Linked DNA regions of Lathyrus oleraceus: region 2 is linked to region 1. Evidence: chromatin contacts called from public Hi-C data. All regions are on one chromosome and are shown on one strand. The core of a region is the stretch at or near the end of the contact, and the rest is flanking DNA. Distances in the headings are between cores, read along the strand shown.

The links. A called contact is a pair of places that touch in the nucleus more often than the background predicts.
Region 2: a contact with region 1 is called in a Hi-C map of leaf, with 5 times the contacts expected there. The contact joins the promoter of LOC127106224 here to the promoter of LOC127106265 in region 1. A contact is called at or near these places in 2 of 2 Hi-C or Micro-C datasets (both in leaf).

What each region holds. Positions count from the first base shown.
Region 1 is chr7:277,568,921-277,575,192 of CAAS_Psat_ZW6_1.0, reverse strand. LOC127106265 reads left to right here and starts at 2,330. Exons shown (of 7, transcript XM_051043566.1): 1 at 2,330-2,483; 2 at 4,219-4,317; 3 at 4,404-6,272. The coding sequence starts at 4,234.
Region 2 is chr7:277,845,052-277,850,978 of CAAS_Psat_ZW6_1.0, reverse strand. It overlaps LOC127106224, which reads right to left and starts at 4,074. Exons shown (of 3, transcript XM_051043521.1): 1 at 3,847-4,074; 2 at 3,629-3,765. The coding sequence starts at 3,939. The coding sequence ends at 3,640.

The DNA.
Region 1 (6,272 bases), core at 1,081-3,580:
AATTATAATTATTTTGAGTTTTGATCAATCTTGATTTTTTTATATGTTGAGTTTTTATCATAACATTTCTTTTAATTATTGAATTTTTTTAATAACATTTTATTTATTTTTATTAATATTTATGAAAATAAAATAAAATTTTTAAAAATTAGAGTCCTCTAATATTTTGGACCATGTGCTGCAGCGCATGATGCACGCTGCATGATGCACTTGGACGGCCAGGCTTGAAAAAAACCATAGTATTTTCAAGCTTGATTGCTTTAGCTAAATAAAATTTTAAAACGTCTTCATCATGTCTAGTGGAAAAACAAATCTGATTTGAGCCAAAAAATTTGTTGGTCAATAGACCTATTTTCAATTCTAAATGCGTATCTAATTAAAAAGAGATATTTATTTGACCACTAACTATTAGTATAATTGACTAACATTCAAATTAAGAGATTGATATGTCATTTCAAAATCCGAAGAATTCAATTATTAAAATCTTATAATTTTAAAGATAAAACTTTTAATATAATTGTGTCGAAAAAATAAAATGGAATAGGATTTAGCGTATATTTAGTTCTACTTTTAAAAAAATTAGTAAAATTATCACTATAATTATAATTCAGTAGCTATCTTTGTATTTGAACTTTATTTTATTTTCCATTATAGTCACACATTGTAGTTGAATGATTTTAATATTTCTTTATAGTTTCTTCAATTTATTTCAGAAAAAAAATACTTTTAATACATTTTTATTTTAAAATAGAATTATCATCAATTTTGAAAATATTTTGAAGATATACTTAACTTTTAATCTCAAACATGATTTTTAGTTTTTACATGTTAAACTTACGTTTTAATAAATATATTAAAAAATAATTTTATATTCAACAATGGACATTTAAATAAAAATTAATTTTAATTTATTAATTTTATTTTAAAATTAAAAAAACAAACTTTTATAGAAGATGATAAAAAAAAAGTTGATTTTGTTAATGTGTTAAACGGTATTAGAAGTTTATTAGAAGTTGATTAGGGAGGTGGGTGGATAGATATAGGCTATAGCAACAGGCATGACATGTTTGGTTTCAAGAAAAGACAGTACTAGTCGTCACAAAACAAGAGGACGGTTTGGTCGGTCACTATGGCCTCCACTTTCGACCTATTACTTTTCTATGGTCCTATTCTTAGTGGGACAAATGCTTACTAGGAAATTCTAATTATTTATTTTTAATTAATATTATATATATTTTTTAAATTATTACTAATAAATCCTTATTTTTAGAAGAAGACAAATATTGTTTTTTATCAAGTAGTATGATGATTGAAAATTATTTTTTAAAACTGAATCTGATTAACTTATTAATTTTCTTAAACTTATACTAAATGAAATCATATTTGATTTATTAAAGGTGATTATGTAATTTTATTTTTACACTAGAATTTTTGTATTAAAATTAATTCAGACCACTACGCCAACATATTTATTTCTAATTTTTTACTTTTGAATTTTTACAAGCATTTTAATGTTTTCTAACACGATCTAAATGATTTTTTCTTGCTTTAGGAAAGGAACACAATCTAGATTTATTTTCTTGTACAATGACTCAATTTAAATTCTTATCATGTGAATGTTTTTTTTTCTATTTTAAATAACAAAAATAAAAATTTTAGTTTGCCTAAAAATGATTATTTTTTGAGTTGTTACGTCACGTGATTTGGTAAATACATCCCTCCTTCATAATTTTCTAGATAATAAAATATAAAACAAAGACTACCCTAACTAACAAAATGTATCTAGTCAAATTTTGAATTAAATATATTTACACTTTTAAATTATTTTATTTTATTTGATCCGAGTAAAATATTTAAAAAGTAAAAAATAATTTCATCTTTACAAAATATAATTAATTAATTTAATTATATTAACTAATTGATATCATATATACTCTCTTTTAATATTTTTTTAATAGTAAAAACACAATTCAAGACAAACTATCAGAATTTTTTTGAGTCAATATTTTTCAATATATTTGACTGTATATATATAGTAATAGTCAGTACAGCAGTACTTGGTAAAATATATTTTTCATATTTTTACTTCACTTTAATTTGTATAAAATAACTAAATAAAACACTCACAATAAAATAAAGAGGAAAAATTATATTATTTTTTATTTACATGATTTTGTTAAATGAAAAACCGGTGGCAAATGTAATCTCTAAAGTAGCGGCGTTCCTGTATGTTTATTGCCGGATTGGCTGTTACTGGGCCCCACCAACTTTTTTTCAACACATATATATATACTAATGTTTTCTTGTTTTTAAAAAAAAAAAATATAAACTCAAAAATAATATAATTCTCATTTTCTCTCTTATATACCCTTTTCTCTATATTTCTTCATCTTCCAAATTCCACCATCACTACTCTTTTTTCCCAATCCCCCATTTTTCTCTCTCACTCCACCACAAGCAAAAAAAAACCAACTTTTTCTCAGGCAAGAATTCTATCTATCTCTCTTTTCTTTTTATTTATTTATTTATCGTTATTCGTGTGTTAGATTAACCAACCATCTTATGGAAGTTCTGTATTTTCCAATACTCTTAATCTTGTTTAATTTTTATTTATTCATTTGCTTCTGATACTGATACGGATACTGTCTTTGATCTTTAGAAACTTGATTAGTATTCTGATGGATCAGAATATTGATGTGATTCATGATTATATACTTTCAACTTCAATCTTCAATAGATCAATTATAGGATCATGTTGAATCTTCATCTGTTCCTGATTTGATCGAGTTACGGTTTTGTGATTTTCTATCAGATCCATCTCTGTATAAAACTATAATCAGCAGTTTCTATAGAATTAAACTAAATTAAAAAACTTTTGATTTAATTGATTCTTTAACTATTAGTAACTTTTAAGCGTTAGGTGGAGTAGTATATATATGTTTTACTATAATATATGAGGAAGATTTTAAATTAAATTATATACTTTAGTTTTTGACTCAATAATTTTAATACTGTTTTTGTTTTTATTTTTATTTATTTACTGAATACCATTAAATAATACTGTTTTTTTTACTGAATACTTTTAATACTATTCATTGTTCTAAAAAAAACATAAAAGAAGAAACACCAGTTTTTTCTCTCACTGCCACTGTGTTTTTATGTGGAATCTTAACTCTGCCTGTGCCAGCATCGATGTTGTTGGCAATTTTTGATTCCTTAAAGTTCACAACTACCCTTATATTTTTCGTAAAATACGAATATATCCTTCACTTTTAGTACTAGACTTGTCTTTTTGGAAGAAAAAAAAAAGGGTGAGATTCCTTTTTAAAAATTTATTTAAAATTTAAAATATATTTATCATAATATAAATGATAGTAATTACTTGTTTGTTTGTTTCATCACAAAAGTAACAACGTGAAGAGCGCATATGATTTTCCATTAATTAATGAAAAGGTTGCAATTAACGCGTCAAAATAAAAGTTTATTCACCTGAATTTTTTTTTAGCGTAAATTAATATCGTTGGTTTAGAGAAAAGTGGGCCCACAGGAATTAAAGTTGATTCTTGCAAATTCCGGTTTAATTCATTTTTATTCTTTGAATGTTGATTTTTGGGTCCCATGATGTCTAAGTTTTAACCAACGTTCAAGATTGAATCTAATCTTCTCCAAAAAGGAAAATCGAACGGTGGATTTTTCTTTTTGTTTTCTTTTTAGGAGAAAATTGGAAAAGAAAAAAAACAGTATTTGTTTGGGACCAAACCAGGCATGGATTGATAAATGTCTTATGTGTGAGATCAAGCTGTAAAACATCACTCTAGGACCCACGTACTTGGTTCTAGCATGTGATATTTTTGTCATCATCAAAAACACTGAACTGTTTATAATCTTTTTCTAATTTTGAAATTATTGAGTAAATTATTTTTTTATGTGTTTAAATTTTCAATTATATTCCGATATAGTCATGCATGCCATTTTGTTATCATTTCTGTTTCCACCATGTTTCAACCTTATGATGCTCCACGAGGGTTTGGTTGGTTGCTTTCTAGAATTTTTTTTTATTTTTTATGTAACAAGATCTATGCCATTTGATTTATTATTATTATTATTATTATTATTATTATTATTATTATTATTATTATTATTATTATTATTATTATTATTATTATGTTTGAACCTTACATCTTCATTCATCATATTTCTTCTTTTCTTCTATATCAGACAATCTAAGGAAACATGGAAGAAGAGACAAAAGTCATTTCAGAAGTTCCGGTGACAAAGGTTGTTGAAGAAGTGGATCACAAAGGTGTTGACATTAAGGTATTGTTTTCTTTGCATTACTCTAATAGTTCTGTTAGTTTTAGTGCAAACTAGTATGAATGATCATTGTTTATGGTTTATTGCAGGCAACAAATGGAGACTTGCCGGCCAAGGAAATAGCCGAAGGAAAGAAAGACGAGGAAGATAATGCCTCGGATGGAGAGTTCATTAAAGTCGAGAAGGAAGAGAATGTGGTTGACGATACGTCCAACAAAACTGAAAGAAGCTCGGATCCTCCTAGCAGAGAATTTCTTGAAGCGCAAGAGAAGGTTCGGGAGCTCGAGGCTGAAGTGAAAGCACTCGCAGGATCTTTGAAGACATCTGAACATGAAAACGCTGCGCTGAAGGGAGAGGTCTCGGAAACAAAGGAGAAATTGAAAGAAACTGGAAAGAAAACCGAAGAGCTTGAACTAAGTCACAAGAAACTGCAAGAGCAGATTGTTGAAGCCGAGAAAAAGTACAATCTGCAGGTCAGCACTCATGAAGAGGTTCTGAAAAGTCAAGAAGTTAAGGAGAAAGAGCTTCTTGAGGTGAAGGAAGCATTTGATGATCTGAATGTCAAGCTCGAAAGCTCCCGAAAGAAGACACTGGAGTTGGAGAATGAGCTGCAAGTTTCTAAGGACGAGGCACAGAAGTTCGAGGAGCTGCATAAGAAAAGCGTTTCACATGCTGAATCTGAGGGAAACAAGGTGATAGAATTTGAGAGACTACTTGAAGAAGCGAAATCGAGTGCGAAAGGCAAGGAAGATGAGATCACTTCTCTGAAGGAAGAATTGAAGGGAGTTAATGATAAGGTTGCTGAAAAGGAAAAGGTTGAAGAAGCACTTAAAACGACTGCAGCTGAACTCTCTACTGTCCAAGAGGAGTTGGCACTCTCCAAGACACACGTATCGGAAGTTGAGCAAAGACTGTCTTCAAGAGATTCGCTCGTAGACGAGTTGACGAAGGAACTAAACCTGATCAAGACTTCAGAAACACAGATAAAAGAAGATTTGTCAGCGCTTCAAAACCTATTTGTTTCTACAAAGGAAGAGCTAAAAGAAAAAAGTTCCGAGTTGGAAAGTGCAAGGCTCAAGCTGCAGGAGGAGGAAACATCGAAAGAATCAATTGAAGTTTCATTCAAGAGCCAGGAAGCGAAGTTTCTGTCGGTACAAGAGGAACTGACTAAGCTCAATGCAGAAAAGAAAAAACTCGAGGAAACTTTTGAAGATCTAACCGTTAATGAGAAACACTTTAAGGAGTTGTCCACTGATTTAGAGGCGAAACTAAAGCTTTCGGAGGAAAATTTTAGTAAAACGGATTCTCTTTTATCTCAGGCGCTTTCGAACAATTCAGAGCTGGAGCAGAAGGTGAAGTCTTTGGAAGACCTTCATAATGAAGCTGGATCTGTCGCAGCTACTGCGACTCAAAGGAGTCTTGAGCTTGAGGGACATATTGAAACTACAAATGCAGCTGCAGAAGAGGCAAAATCACAGCTACGAGAGCTCGAAACACGCTTCATAACAGTGGAGCAGAAGAATGTTGAGCTTGAGCAACAATTAAATTCAGTGCAGTTGAAAGCCAATGAAGCTGAGAGAGACGTGACTGAATATTCCGAGAAAATTTCTCATCTCGATGCTAAATTGAAAGAGGCCGAGGAAGCGAAGAATCTTCTTAATGGCCTACTGCAGGAGCACACAGATAAGGTAAGTCAACTTGAATCAGATTTAAACCAATCAATCAAGCAGAAATCACAATTGGAGGAGGAGCTGAAGATACTTACCGAGAAATGTTCTGAGCATGAAGATCGAGCTACCACATACAGTCAACGCAGCCTAGAACTAGAAGGTTTAATTCAGAGCTCTCATTCCAAATCGGAAAGTTCTGAAAAGAGAGTGAGTGAGTTGGAGTTGCTACTTGAAACTGAGAAATACAGAATTCAGGAACTTGAACAACAAACAAGCACATTAGAAAAG
Region 2 (5,927 bases), core at 2,825-5,324, 270 kb before region 1:
GAGAGAGAGAGAGAGAATGAAAAGTATGAAATGAAACACGATTCTGAAAGATTTGAAATGAGGTAAGATTTTGTACGTTCGTCATCAATGTTAAGATTTGGTTTGCTTGGAGGATAAATTTGGCTTGGATTTGATTTGAAAGATTTTGTATGTTCGTCATCAATGTTAAGATATGGTGTGTCCTTCTCGATACATCGTTGGATGCGTGCGTTGGTAAAACCAACAAGATATTTTTAAAAATATTTTCTTGAAAAAATTAGCTTGAAAAGTATTTGTGTGTGTGTGTGATTTAGCCATGCACTTTTACAAAAATGTCCTTATGCATTACAAAGTTTTCACCAAGACTAATCGAGGTAGGACTTTCTTGTACTTCAAGACTTTGTCAGATGCGCTAGGCGGGGAAAGACAGCTAGGGCCATGTGGTAGACATACAAATATTGTTTTTTTTATGAGATATCAAGTATGGAAAAACAAGGTAGGCGCGTTAGAAACAAGAATGATCCACCTAATGAGAGGTCCAGAAACTTGCCTATATATAGGATTTTCCAATTAATTGCAAAAAGAGTTTTGCTAGATCAAGGTAGTACATAATTCTCACTTTAGTCTACAATGGGAGAATATGAGAGGGCGCATGAAGGCAAAACACTGCTCAAGTGACATGGAAGATCAAACTTCCAAGATCATCTTTGCAGGATTATCGACAGGTTACACTACAATGAGTAAGCATAACTAAAAATAGTAAAATCGGGAAAAAGAAATAAAGAGCCAAAATGCTAGATCTAGAAGAGCCTTTTGTTTCAAAACAAAAAAACTTGGTTGGAGTCGACACCACCACCAATAACTATGGAAACAACAATTTTGGCGCACCATGTCACAATAGTCCTAAACATCTAGCTCATTTATCTAGAACACAAAGGAATGTCTAACAAAGTGAAATGAAAATGAGCTTATTGCAAATTTTGATGTTAATCCTTTTGAAGGTTTCGACAAAAACAAAGTAAAAAAACACAAGTCAAGCAAACAAAAGAAAGGAACCAAAATAAAAAGGTTGTAAGAAAGTTGAAATAAAAGTAAGAGAGAATTTGAAAAGAAAAGTCATATGCTCTTTTATCTTTAGGCTTTTTGAATAATAAAACCAGTATTTTTTGTAAGCCCGTCCATGACTAATAATATATCTTGTGATACCGCTTAGATAAAAATACAAAGTGTTTCTGTAGTACAAGCAGTGTCTGGTTTTTAATGAAACAATAACCATTGAGAGATACTTAGTGAGATCATGATCCTGATAAATAATAACTTTTGGTATAGACGTATTTTAAAAATCTTAATTTGGTCAAGAAAATAATTCATCTGTATACACTATGGATACTCATGATATTGGTTACGAACTCACATTTAAAAAGAATACCATGCCATAAAACAACTTCAAAACTCTTGACCTGAGTCTGTCAACCTGTCAATGAAATATGCATTCAAAAGCATTTATGAATCATCTCATTAATTTTGTTTGAGGACAAACAAAAAGATAAGTTAGGGAGAGTTGATAAGTGTCATACTTTTGTGAAATACGCCGACACTTATTAACTTACTTTATAAGCAATCAATACAAAAACCCCTAATTTATTTATGAAAAGTGAGAAAATACCTGTTTGGACCTTTCTAGAATACAATAACTAAAAACAAATGAAAAGGATTAGAAAACCACAATTCAACGCACATAGACCTAGCCAAAGCAAAAACATGGAAGACCAGACTCGCTAGGTCTAGCCATAGGCATGCCATACAAAGGCAAATGACAGATTGCATGTCAAGATGCAAGTACTTCATGGTGAAAAAGGGTTAGCTCGATAGTCGAAGAGCAATGTGCGAGGTGAGAAAAAGCGGTTTGGGCCAGGTGGCATACATGCAAACATTGCTTGTTGAGGAAGATATCATGTAGGGCATAATAGGGTAGTTGCGTTAGGCTCAAGAATGATGCGCTTAGCGAGAAGTCCAAAAATTTGTCTATAAATAGAAATTTTTAGTTTATTGCAAAGGGAATTTTGGTAGATCGAGGTAGTATAGAATTGGAGTAGGCTCAAGAATGACGCGCCTAGCGAGAATTATAGAATTGGAGTAGACTCACTTTGGTCTACAACAGAAGAATAAGAGAGGGAATCTGAAGGTAGGAGTGTTGCTAAAGTGACGAGGTAGATCACACTTCCAAGATCAACTTCACGAGGTTACTAACAATTACAATACAATGAGTAAAGGTAGCTAAAATCTCTTTGTTGGGGTTAGATGTAGTCAATATATTCATGTACTAAATAGGTCATAGTGTTTTATGTAATCTACTCATGCTTTAATATTGATGACTCTTTAATCTTAATGCTTGTTTTAGCGTTGCTACCTAAAATTTATTTTCATGGTATGACCTGACATCGAAAGGTTTTTGTCATTACTAAATCCAATATAATAATCTACTGGATACTAGCACCTAGAGATAAGGTTAAGTTCAATATCCACAAGTACTGTAGTATGGATCAGTGTGGAGTCTTGCTGCTTTATAACTATGAGAACTTAAAACTATGTGTTGGTTAATAGTCTGATATATCGACTATTGGGTAATGCACCGATCTCACAGTGTTGAGACCGAAAGGAGATACAATGCAAGCAACATGTGGTAATATTAATAACTAAGTAGAGGAACATATTACTGACCTATGCATTTGCATGATAAATACGTAATGATGAAATCTACCCACATTAAGTTTTCTTACTACTAACATCAAAATCTTCATTTTACTTTCTGTCATTTATTTCTATGTTATTTACTTTTAAGTATAACAACAAATATACATACCTTGTCTACTTAAGATCTTAAAATGGATACGATAGTTATAAAAGTTACTTTTGCTCTGCAACGAACAATGACATCCTTACCACCATTTTGACTTAATATATGGTATTTTAATTGAATGACCAATATCTATGATTTAATTAAAAACATTTATGTGTACTTTATATATATGGTTTATTAAAAATTGACAAATTTGTAAGAAATTTACAGCCAAGTAACTTACTATCATGAGGAAGGGTTTAGATTTTGTTATTCCTAATTAATAACCATTAATCCCAAATAGCCCCTTAAGTTGGAGAATGTATGTTTAACATTTTTAGATTAACAAAAAGAGTAGAAAACAGGGGTGGTTCAAAGGCTTGGTGAGGAAATTTGCAACTTGATTCGAAGAAGTAACGGACAGGAGATGAAAAAGACCACTTTGAAGTTGTTAAAGAAAAATGTGGCGGTCAATATATAAACGTTTCGATCGTGAAGAGTAGGGATCATTGTAATATGTTGTGCTGAGCTGCTATCTAGATAAGTAAGAGATGGTTTAGAGAAAGGAATGTCTAGATCTTGGAGTAAGAACAAAAGCCATTGAATTTTACAAGTAATAGAGGCAAAAGCTATGCAGTCACCGTCTCACAGTAACTCGCGAGACAATGAGAATAATGTAGATCTCACAATTCATGAAATGAGTCTAAGATCATGGGGGCTTTGTAACAATATGACAGCATAATACAAGTAGTGTAATATAACTAATTAACCAAACATGACAACAAAGAAATGAAAGGCAACCGAACATACTCTGGTTGAAGTTATGTTTTGTCATTTTTACTAGCTTGTCTTTTAGCTCGCCTCTGTCGGGAACTGGCTGATCGTCTAAAACCTCTAATTTCTGATTCTGATTCAGATTCAATTTCATCCCAATCTGGAAGCGATTTCTGTAATAATTCAATTTATAAGATTGATAAAGAGAGAATATAACGTATACCTAATTTACGATGTTGCTTAATTATAATTACCTCTCTGATCTCATTGAAACTCACTGCATAGAAGGTTGCAACTGCAGCTGCAACGATGCCTAAAACTGGCAGAGCTACTTGCATGGCATCCATATCTCCTTGCTTTTGAGTTTCTTTTACTTTCCCAACTACATTTATGTATTATTTCTGGTGATATATATGGATAGCATTAGATAAGATAAGCTTCTGTTCTACTGTTGCACTAGATCAGATAAGATTATTAGATAAGATATGCTTTTATTCTATTTTTGCACTTTTACGGTCCAAAGTGATTGGGATTTTTATGTACAAATAAAGAACCCTCCCCACCACCGGTAACCTATTTACACATACCATAAATGTGCTTAGCGATATTTGCCAAAAATTTATTTATTGATTTTTTGTTCATATATATATATATATATATATATATATATATATATATATATATATATATATATATATATATATATATATATATATATATATATATATATATATATATATATATATATATATATATATATATATTGTAGCGTAAACTTGACGTCAATAAAATTAGAGTCATCACCACGTTTTTATTGTTTCCAAAGAAAAAGAGAAAAGTACGAACAAAACTCAAAGATAAAAAGTTTTCAAATCAAAATTAATAAAATGTTATAGATTACATGTAAGAGGGTTGATTACACATAGGAAATGTCTTAGCACCCAAAGTGTCATATGTACTCCTAGAGAGCTTTTTTTGTGTGCAAGTGATTTGGTCTAAATGATGTTTGGTAAAAAATATAGAGTAGGGGGGTGAGAAAATAGTTCATTGATTATATTTTTGTGTTTGACAAGATCTTCAATCTTATTCCTACGTACCAACATAAAAATGAGGGATCAAAACTCCGTAGTTTGTGGTAAAAATTTCAAAGAAGTTGGTGAATTAATTTTAACAAAAGTTTAAATGAAAAGGCACAAAGAATTCATTGATTATATTTTTGTGTTTGATGCCTACGTACAAACATAAAAATGATGATCAAAACCCTGTAGTTCGTGGTAAATTTTTTAAAGAAGTTGGTGAATTGATTTTAACAAAAATTTAAATCAAAAGGCACAAAAGGCCAAAGGTTTGAACGAGCTTATTAGTTTTTTTTTCTTTTTTAAAATTGAAGTCAATATGATTAAGTTCGTTTAAGTTTGATTAAGAAAAAATTTGAAAATTCATTAGCATAAGACCAAAGTTTCTAATCATTAAAACATGTCTAAGTTAGAAAACACAAATAAAGAAAGTTTTTGAAAAAAAGGATTTTTTTTTTAAATTTAAGAAGTGAGAGGAGATGAAGGGTCTATTCTAGACAAAAATAAATAAAAGTTAAGAGTTGGAAAGATCTGACCAATGTGATGCAATTCAACAGACAAGAATGTCATATAGAAACTCATTTTTCTTTGGGCTTTGTCAAGCAATAATCAATAAGCAATATCCCAGCATTATATGAGATCAATGCATCAAATAAAGATAGCCATAATATCCAAGCAAACAATCCAATAACTGACAGTCTTCAATATCTTCTAATGTAGCAGATGAAATATTGATTGATCAACTCAGAACAATCATCAGACATAGATAAAAATAACAATATAACAATAAGCTCAGAGACAGAGTAGTAGATGAATCCAAGGCATCCAAGGTCTTGCATCATATGAATGCATAGTCAAAGGTAGCTCAGTCTTAGATGTTGGCATTTGCCAAGTCCTTTAGCACAAGGAATGTTGCCTAATTCTAATTCCAAAAGTTCATATCAAATCCAACAGTCCACCAAGATGTTTTTTTAGGTTTTTTGTTGTTATTAGATGTTTTAAGGTCCTAAGATCACAACCAAAAACAAAAGCAAGCAAACAATATATACAATCACAAGATATGACTCAAATGAGCAAAATGAAAAGGACTTGAAACATAAACAAGTTGTATGAAATGCAAATGGTAATGAATGATAAAGGTACTGAAATTTAAATTGCATAAAGTAAATGACTTGAAAATAAAACATCATTAATTAAGAAGTTAGTCAATGGTTAGTCAAATGTTAGTGATGAGTTTTAATTGATTAAGTCATTCTTTG